2 separate regions of the Macaca mulatta genome follow, and region 2 is linked to region 1. A link is a contact called in public Hi-C data. All regions are on one chromosome and are shown on one strand. The core of a region is the stretch at or near the end of the contact, and the rest is flanking DNA. Distances in the headings are between cores, read along the strand shown. Region 1 holds the start of CDNF (cerebral dopamine neurotrophic factor). Region 2 holds the start of DCLRE1C (DNA cross-link repair 1C).

Region 1 (4,756 bases), core at 1,566-4,065:
AATGATAGTATTTGCCTTGACAATTTTACAAGGATGTTGAGAGGATTAAATAAAATAATAGATGTGAAAGCACTTTGAAAATTTAAAAACACTCTATCAAGTATTACTACAGTAGTGAAAATGAAAACCCCTAATTATTACAGCAATCTATAATTTCAGGAGACAGAAGTCTGGGGAAGCAAGCCTCTTTTAATCTTCTAATTAAAGTTACAACAGATGATTAATCTGATTCTTACATAAGATGTTAATTTAGCTGTTACTCTAATGATTAAATTTGTAAGTCCAATGGAAAAGTTAGTTCCCAGAAAGTGTCACAAAAGATCATGAGGAAGAAAATCAATAGTGTCTACATCTATTATGAACAATTGTAATAGATTCAGCAAAATTCAACCACATTATCAAGAAGTCTTCAAATTCCCACAAAATCTTTGAAATCCTCTCAGTTAAAAAAAAACTAAAAATGTGAACAATCCAAATTACCACCTCTGACACAAATTACCAAAATTAAATGAATGTTAGCATTTATCAATACTAACAGACCTGTCAGCAAGAAACTAATATCTGAGTGAATCCCATACTGGAGAAGATCCAACACTAATAATCAAAAGACACAGCCTACTGGGGGTACTCTCTAATGACTCAGTCATAAAATGAAGAAACAAACTATGCTGTTTCTAGTTTCACATTATGCTTAGAATTTATGAACATGTTTCTATTACTATATTTAAAAGTATCATTTGATTCCATACCTTCTGCCCAGGATCTGCTTTACTTTCATTACTGTATTTGAAATATTTCTTATTCTACTTTGTTTTGCTGCCAATCCAACAATCTGAAAAATATATATATATATTACAATGCATGTAATAGTAATTTTAAATTATTTCACAAGTACAAAAATGAGGGGACTAGTACCTCTTCATTTTCTGAGTAAGCAACAACAGCTGGAGTAACTCGGTCACCAGCATCATTTGCAACCACACCAGCCCGGCCATCCTAGAGAAAAAAACATGAAATAGTCTCATTAGACGTATTCAGACATGTGTGCACCAGTGTTACTTTGCCATCTGTGTGGAAAGAAAAACTGCTTTCTCAATATTTTAAACTCGCAAATTTCATTACCATTTAATTTCCTCGTTTTCATAGAAGGCCTATAACTCCATGAAGAACTGCCTCATGTTTTCAGTCTGCTCTGCAAAGTCAACAATTGAATCAAAAGTAATAACAACCTTTCTACACACAAAACGAAGAAGCCTATTATTACGTTACCTTTCCTATTTCTTTCTTACCATGACCATTTCTTTTTCTTTCTTTCTTTTTTTTTTTTGAGACGGAGTCTTGCTCTGTGGCCCAGGCTGGAGTGCACACTACAGTGGCGGATCTCGGCTCACTGCAATCTCCGCCTTCAGGGTTCAAGCGATTCTCATGCCTTAGCCTCCTGAGCAGCGGGGATTACAGGCGAGCCCGGATAATTTTTTTGTATTTTTAGTAGAGGCGGGGTTTCACCATGTTGGCCAGGCTGGTCTCGAACTCCTGACCTCACATGATCCGCCTGCCTTGGCTTCCCAAAGCGCTGGAATAACAGGCGTAAGCCACCGCGCTGGGCCCCTTTCTTACTATTTCTACAAAATGAAGTAGCATTATTCCCTTTGGCTTTTCCTAACAAGTCATTTGACATTTAAACGCGGAACTAGTGGCAACGGAGTTCATGATTATCGTTCCTTCTGCCTCCCCACTGAGGAGAGAAAGGCCACAAGTCCTGTCAAGCTCTCACTTCCACCTCTGTAGAGCACGCACAATCAACTGGCTTCACAGCCAGGCAGCGTTGCAGGACCATCAGCTCCAACTCGACAGCAGCCTCCCCGCCCCTCCGGGACCTAGACGTTCGGGCCCAGCTCAGCACGTCCGGCGGCCCTGCTGTCCCAAAGACCACCGCCTCCAAGTACCTCGCGGCCACTTTCCGAGAACCTCCCACCCAAGGGAATCCTGAGGCCCTGACGTCAGCGAGACCCTTCCGGCCTTCAGAAGCCAGGACGTCCCCGGGACCCATCCCCGGACACCCAGCGGCCCCGCCTTCTCCGAGACCCCCCGGGCACCCTGCAGCTCCGTTGTCCCCGGGACCCCTTTGGGCATCCCGCCGCCATGACGCCCCTGGAACTCTGCGCGTCTAAGTCGCCGGGAGCTTCCGCCGCGGAGCAGAGAACTTTCTGAAGGAGTCGCCAGGGGCTAGGCCTGGCCCGCCCGGCCCTTCGCCCCGGAGTGTTCTCGCGGCAACGCCACTCCACGACATCCCTAGGCCGGCGACACGCCGCTCTCAAGCCTGTGGATGAGCCCGCGCCAGAGAACCGGGTGGCCGTCATGAAGCCCTAGCCCAGCTCCGCAGCCCCTCACCTTATAGACGGCCACACAGGCTGAGGTGCAGCCCAGGTGAACTCCGATGGCCGCCATGAGGCAGCAGGGACGGCGGCGGTAGGAATGAAGGGGTCCCCCAACAGCAACAGCTACCAGCCGCCCAACGGCCCCATCAGGCACCGCGGAGCTTCACGTTCCCGCCCGCCCCCTGCGTCCGGGCCGCCGCGACAGCCTCCCGCGTCGCCGCCAATCAGCGTGAAGGTTCTGCCTTTCTTCACGCGCAGTACGCGAGTAGCTTCAGCGCGTGTCTCTGCGCTCTGCGGAACTGCATAGTGCGCACGCGCAACCAGGGAGGGACGGGAAAAGGCTTCTACGCTCCGCCCCCTTCCTGTCCCTTCCGTGAGAGCCAATGGAAACTCTCAGTTCAGTTGCGTCATTTGTCCTGGCAACTACCGGCAGACTCTTTCCAACCTCGCACTCTAGTCAGCTCGCTTCGGCACCTCGGTGAGCGGTGGTTGCGGGTGGCGGAGGCGATTGAAGCTGCTGGCCCAGCATGTGGTGCGCGAGCCCAGTTGCCGTGGTGGCCTTTTGCGCCGGGCTTTGGGTCTCTCACCCGGTGCTGGCGCAGGGCCAGGAGGCTGGGGGGCGACCGGGGGCCGACTGTGAAGGTGAGCGGTGTGCGACCTGCTTGCATGGCGGCGGCCCCGCGCTGGAGTGCAATCGCTGTCGGCTTTGGCTTCTCCTGGCCCTGGCTATAAATAACATTTCACCCAGTCCCTCGTTTTAGATCGCCCAAACCCAGCTCGAGCAAAAGCTGAAGCCGGGCCCAGTGGCAACGTGAGGTCACGTTGCGGTTTTGCTGTGAATATTAAACTTCAGCAGTAAAAGCTGCTGGGTTTGTATTTGGATTAGAGTTTGTGCAAAGACTGCTAGATTCAGATGATCCTGGCGCCAGATTGATTCTGCTGCTTCCAGCCAGCAAGATTTGCTTCCCCTTGCACAGAAGACGTCTTTCAAGTCCAAGCTAGTTGGTGACTCCCAAAAGGAAAACAAAACATGGCATTGAGTTGAGTGGCTTAAATCAGAAAACACAGCTAATATTTGTTAGGACTCTATAGGTGAAAGTTGCTTTGCAAAGGAGTACACTGACTCCTTGGGAAAGAGAGGAATACGAAAGAGTGATTCCTTTTTGTTCACGGTATCTCAGCTGTGAACTTGCAGTCACAATACATGGGTCTGTGTCCCACCAAGTCCCCTAGCTCTGAGACTTTGATTTTTGCAAAATCAGCATACTTCACTTTAGAGATCTGTTAGCAAAGGCAAAGAAGTTAAGTGGCTATGCTAGCCCCTTCCTTCTGTACGCCTGTAGCGCTCACTCCATGTTTTACTGAAAATGATTAGTTTAAATGTATATGCCCTGAGCTGGAAAATAATATCCCTAGAGAACAGGAAATTGTAGGTTCATCATATATGTTGAGTGAATGGATGGATATAGTCGTACTAAAGTTATGTTTTTGTTTGTTTTTTTGTTTTTGTTTTTGTTTGAGACAGAGCCTCGCTGTGTCGCCCAGGCTGGAGTACAGTGGCACAATCTTGGCTCACTGCAGCCTCCACCATCAGGTTCCAGCGATTCTCCTGCCTCAGCCTCCTGAGTAGCTGGTACTACAGGCACCACCACCACGCCCAACTAATTCTTATATTTTTCGTAGAGATGGAGTTTCACCATGTTGGCCAGACTGGTCTTGAACTCCTGGCCTCCGGTGATTGGGCTGTCTCAGCCTCCCAAAGTGCTGGGATTACAGGCGTGAGCCACAGCGGCCAGTCCTTAAAGTCTTAATAATTGGAGCCCAGCTTTCTATCAGCTCTGCAATAATTAAACTTTTCTCCAGAAATTTAAAATATCTACATGATGTTGTTATTTGATATAAAGATATTTATTTAGCTAAGTTATAATTTTGCTCAAAACCGTGCTATAATTGTGTTCTATACTTTTAAAGCAGAATTTTTGAGGCAAAGACAGTTGATTTGATGACTCATCTGGAGCTCCCACTTACAGACATTTCAATAGAGACAGCATCTGGATTAATTAAGTGGAAAGCTTATGCTGTCTGTCCTAAATTTATTACAGCATGCTGTGATTATTAACTTGCATGTCTGACTAACCTGTGTATATGTTTCATTTGTTAGGTAAAGAAGCTGTATAATCGCAGAGGAAAGACATAACAGTTTGGTGACTAAAAGAACTAGATTCTGCATCCAGCTGTATTACTGCTTATGAGTGATCTTCCCTCCTCAGCCTCCTTTCTTATTTACAACTTAATTTCTTCTCAATGTATAAGATTAAAATGCCATATTGTATATACTCTAGAGCGAAGGTAAAAAAACTAAATGGTTCATGAGCCGT
Region 2 (4,756 bases), core at 1,465-3,964, 120 kb before region 1:
CAGTGAATGATTTGCTGAATGAATTAAGCCTCACCATCATCACATTTCCTGCAGTATTGCAGCAGCTTCCTACCTGAATTCCTGCCTCAGACTTTCTGAGTGTTGTGGTTTTTTAAATTTATTTTTTATTTTTATTTTTTAATTTTAATTTTTTTTAGATGGAGTTTCGCTCTTGTTGTCCAGGCTGGAGTGCAATGGTGCAATCTTGGCTCACTGCAACCTCCGCCTCCTGGGTGCAAGCGATTCTCCTGCGTCAGCCTCCTGAGTAGCTGGAATTACAGGCCCCCGCCACCTGTAATTAGCCTGGCTAATTTTTTTATTTTTAGTAGAGACGGGGGTTTTCCCATGTTGGTCAGGCTGGTCTCGAACTCCTGACCTCGGGTGATCCGCTTGCGTTGGTCTCCCAAAGTGTTGGGATTACAGGCATGAGCCACCACGCCAGCCCTGAGTTTATTTTTAGACTTGAATCCAGTGGTTCTCAAACTTTAGGATCCACTAGAATCACCTAGAGGGTGTGTTAAACTGTAAACTGCCAGGCCCCACTCTCCAAGAGTTTCTGATTCGCTAGGTATGGTCTGGGCTATGCTTACCTATCTTGCTTATTTTCTATCCTGTCTTTCCCTTTGTCGTGACTCTATTTCCCTTTGTTTGTACTGTATCCATTGTGGAAAGAGGAGGAGATAAATAAGTGAGCAGATAAATAAGATCACGAGCATTATCTTAACCTGCCTTTCCTGGAGCTCCACCACGAGATTCTTCAGACACTAGACTCAGCAGAATTTGTTGTTAGGTCTCCATAACCCTGCCAGGGCAGTTGTTCCCATGTGTTCTAAGACAAACCATCAAAGTTGTTGCCAGTAGTATACTAGCAGGATATTTTACCTAAATTAGTGATTATGTTGTATATACCTTTCCATGTCACCCCTCCTCCCCCTCCTCAAGATTTCATGGGAATCCGTTTTTGAATAGAACTCTGAGTATCATGACTACAGGAACAAACTGACATTAAGGATGTCATTCTGTTTTGTTTTTTGAGAGAGAGTCTCTGTTGCCCAGGCTGGAGTGCACTGCCGTGATCTAGCCTTACTGCAAACTCCGCCTCCCAGGTTCAAGTGATTATCCTGCCTTGGCCTCCCGAGTAGCTGGAATTACAGACATGTGCCACCATGCCTGGCCGATTTTTTTTCTTTTTAGTAGAGATGGGGTTTCACCATGTTGTCCAGGCTGGTCTTGAACTACTGACTTTGGTGATCTGCCCACCTCAGCTTTCCAAAGTGCTGGGATTACAGGCATGAGCCACTGTGCTGGGCTGGAATGGCATTCTGATTCCTGACTTCCCTGATCAGAAATCTTTGTTCCTGGATTTATTCTCATGTTACTTTGCATCTCTGTGGAAGCATTTATTTGCCGTATTCTGCAAACATGTTGTCCCCAGATAGATTCAATGCTACCCGAAGGTTTGTCACCATGCTGTGCACAAAGCGGGACTTCAAGTGTTATGGAGGCCCGGAAGGCCGGGTACAGTGGCTGACGCCTGTAACCCAGCACTTTGGGAGGCCGACGTGAGCGGATCGCATGAGGCCAGGAACTCGAGACCGGCCTGGTCAACGTGGTGAAACGCTGTCTCTGCTAAAAATACAAAAATGAGCCAGGCGTGGTGGCGCATGCCTGTAGTCCCAGCTACTCTGGAGGCTGAGGCAGAAGAATCGCCTGAACCCAGGAAGCAGAGGTTGCAGTGAGCCGAGATGGCACCACTGCACTCCAGCCTGGGCGATAGAACTAGACCCCAACTCAATAAATACATAAAATAAAGTAAAAGTGTTCTGGGTTGTTTGTGTTTAATTATACTAAGGAGATTTGATAGGAAGGAGCATAATAAATGTCATGGTGATTATTTGGTGAATTTTAATACAGTACTTTAACAAACATTTTCATAAAGTTGCTTTGGTTGTTAAAAAATTTTAGACCTTTCCTCCCATCTTTTTTTTTTTTTTTTAATACATCATTCTAACTTCCTAAAAGTATAGCTCAAAAAGGTGGGGGACCAGGGCAGAGGCCAGCAGCGAAGACATTATTCGGATCTTATTTGCCCCAAGACCACACAGAGATGACTTCCTCAGTTTGTAGATTATAAAAACGGAAGAGGGAATCAATAGTTACTGAATCTACCATGAGTCAGTTACAAACTTTTTCATACAATCCTCAAGGTTATCCCACAAGGTTAGAAATTGGGAACAGAAAAGAGAGGGGAACTGAGTTCGGATTTCAGGCCAGCAGTAGACAAGCAGGAAGCGGAAGGAAGAATGATTTCTAAGCGCAGCTCCGCAGCCTACTCGCCTAGTCGGCTGGGGCTACCTGCGCTGGGAGTTTCGATTTCCCTTCCCGCGACTGCACCTGCACAGACACGGGCAACGCCTTACCAGAGCAACACCTGTGTTTCTTTGGCAGGAATAAGCCTTGCACTGGGCGGGGTCACGGCCCACCGCATGCTGCGTAGCGCGGGTGATTTAAAACCCGGCAGCCGGCGCCTGGGACCCGACCGGATGCTCCTTGGCGTCGCCCCGGGTCTCCGGACTCCTCTGATTGGACGTGGCTGCGTTCGGCCGCCCAATGGCGAGGCGGCGCGCGGCTTCCCGGAAGTGGCAGCGCGGTCTGGGCTGGCCTGGGTTTCAGCTGCAGTTTTGGGGTCTGGGACGTTGGGATCGGCGGCGATATGAGTTCCTTCGAGGGGCAGATGGCCGAGTATCCAACTATCTCCATAGACCGTTTCGACAGGGAGAACCTTAGGGCCCGCGCCTACTTCCTGTCCCACTGCCACAAGGGTGAGTGAGCGCTGCGCGTCGCCTGTTCCTGGGGCGCTGGGGGCTGGAGAGAGGACAGGAGGGGGCCGGTCCTGGAGCAAGGAGCTGCAGCCTGTGGGAGACCAGCGAGGGGGCGGCCAGCACACACCTTGTCCCAGTCGGGCTCTTCAGCCTCTCAGAGGCTTCATCTATTTTTGGATCTGGTCAACGAGGCGTAACGGCGCCTGCCAGTTGCGCCCCGGGCCGGCTTGGTCAAGCGCTGCTAGTAGGTTCTCTTGGTAGCTCTGCTGGTGGCCGATGGTCAGAGATTGGCGAGGGTTAGTTCTTCCCCCAGAGCCTCGCTACCGTGTATGAAGAAAACAAGTTTCAGATCCATTTGAGCACACCCTCAAACATTGGTCAGCAAGCGGGCTGACTCACACACACACACAACTGTGAAACAATCCGCCTGATAGCTCCACGAAGTGCAAACTCCCTGGCCTTTGGATGTTCTGTCCGCATCCACTACGAACGCTTCGTCCTGGGTTAGGAAGGAGGGATGTTTCCCTTCTAAATGGTATCAGGCAACCAGAAAAGCTACTATGATTTCACAGCTGGATCCTTTCACAGCTGGACCGATTTAGGGATTAAGGTTAGAGTGTCGCTGTTAATGATATAAGCTCGAGGCTAGATACGCCAGGCAGAGATTGGAGCTAATTTCCAGAGTTTAAATACGCTAATTTCACAACCATTGTTCATTTTCACTTCTGTTGCTCTAATAAGTGACTTACCAGTGAAAACAGTTTTAATACTTATTGTGCCAATTAGCTCAGCCATTAGTGTTAATTGGAGAAAATGATAAACGGAATCATTGGAGTTGCTGCCTTCTGCTGTGTGGCCTTGCAGAGTGCTGGAGCAGGAAGCTCCCACGACCCTGTGGAGTCGATCAGTGTAACAAACCTATCTACACATGCGCAGTGGGAAAGGGTTTTAAAGTAAATTACAGGTATCCAAGTACAGCCTTTCCTCACAGGGTTGGTGGGAAGGCCAGCTATATTGTCTTGGGTGTGGAATCAATCACTTGGACTATAAATTGTTGAAGTTACTGCTTCTGGGAAATGTCTCTGCTTTTTTTCCCACAAAGCCACTAGTGATTTCTGCTTAATGAGGAAAATCTGGACCTTTTCTCATGCGTTGCCATATTAGCATCATGCACCTCTTCGAGCGTCTCTTTCTTCTTCCTTTTTTTTTTTTGAGACAGGGTCTCCCTTTGTCGCCCAGGCTGGAGGACAGTGGCACATGCTCTCTGCTCAAGTAGCTGGAACTACTGGAGTGAGCCACCATGCCTGGCTAATGTTTGTATTTTTATTATTATTACTTTGAGATGGAGTCTCTGTCGCCAGGCTGGAGTGCAGTGGCGTCATCTCCGTTCACTGCAACCTCTGCCTCCTGGGTTCAAGTGATTCTTGTGCCTCAGCCTCCCAAGTAGCTGGAATTACAGGCACGCACCACGACACCCAGCTAATTTTTGTATTTTTAGTAGAGATGGCGTTTCACCATGTTGGCCTGGCTGGTCTCGAACTTCTGGCCTCAGGTAGATCCACCCACCTCAGCCTCCCAAAGTGTTATGATTACAGGTGTGAGCCACTGTGCCTGACACATTTCTGGTTTTGTTTTTCATTGAGAATCTACTGCTGGACGAGGATGTGCCTATTTCTGCTTTTTGTATAGAGTCGCACTGGAGTCTCTGAACTCAAAATGGGCTAGCCAGGATTAAAGTATACTTCAGAAACTTGCACTTTGTGTTTAGGACTACTGAGTTTGGAGAAATAATGCATCTAAAGGAATTTGTGAAATCATCACTCTAAGTTTGTGCATTAAGGAAGAAATGGACTCTTCCCTACAGTTGAACAGTCTATAACAACTTTTTCTGTTCTGTAACCACATGTGGATCTGCTTACTCAACCAGGACATAC

What was found. Hi-C and Micro-C count contacts between places; a contact is called where the count stands out from the background.
Region 2: a contact with region 1 is called in a Hi-C map of liver, with 2.8 times the contacts expected there. The contact joins the promoter of DCLRE1C here to the promoter of CDNF in region 1. A contact is called at or near these places in 2 of 14 Hi-C or Micro-C datasets (cortical neurons and liver).

Annotation. Positions count from the first base shown.
Region 1 is chr9:16,392,749-16,397,504 of T2T-MMU8v2.0, reverse strand. It overlaps CDNF (cerebral dopamine neurotrophic factor), which reads left to right and starts at 2,815. Exons shown (of 4, transcript NM_001193826.2): 1 at 2,815-3,020. The coding sequence starts at 2,906. HSPA14 (heat shock protein family A (Hsp70) member 14) reads right to left here and starts at 2,516. Exons shown (of 14, transcript NM_001265916.1): 1 at 2,392-2,516; 2 at 916-996; 3 at 750-832. The coding sequence starts at 2,448.
Region 2 is chr9:16,507,653-16,512,408 of T2T-MMU8v2.0, reverse strand. It overlaps DCLRE1C (DNA cross-link repair 1C), which reads left to right and starts at 2,714. Exons shown (of 14, transcript NM_001204350.1): 1 at 2,714-2,822. The coding sequence starts at 2,714. MEIG1 (meiosis/spermiogenesis associated 1) reads right to left here and starts at 2,557. Exons shown (of 3, transcript XM_015146528.3): 1 at 2,421-2,557.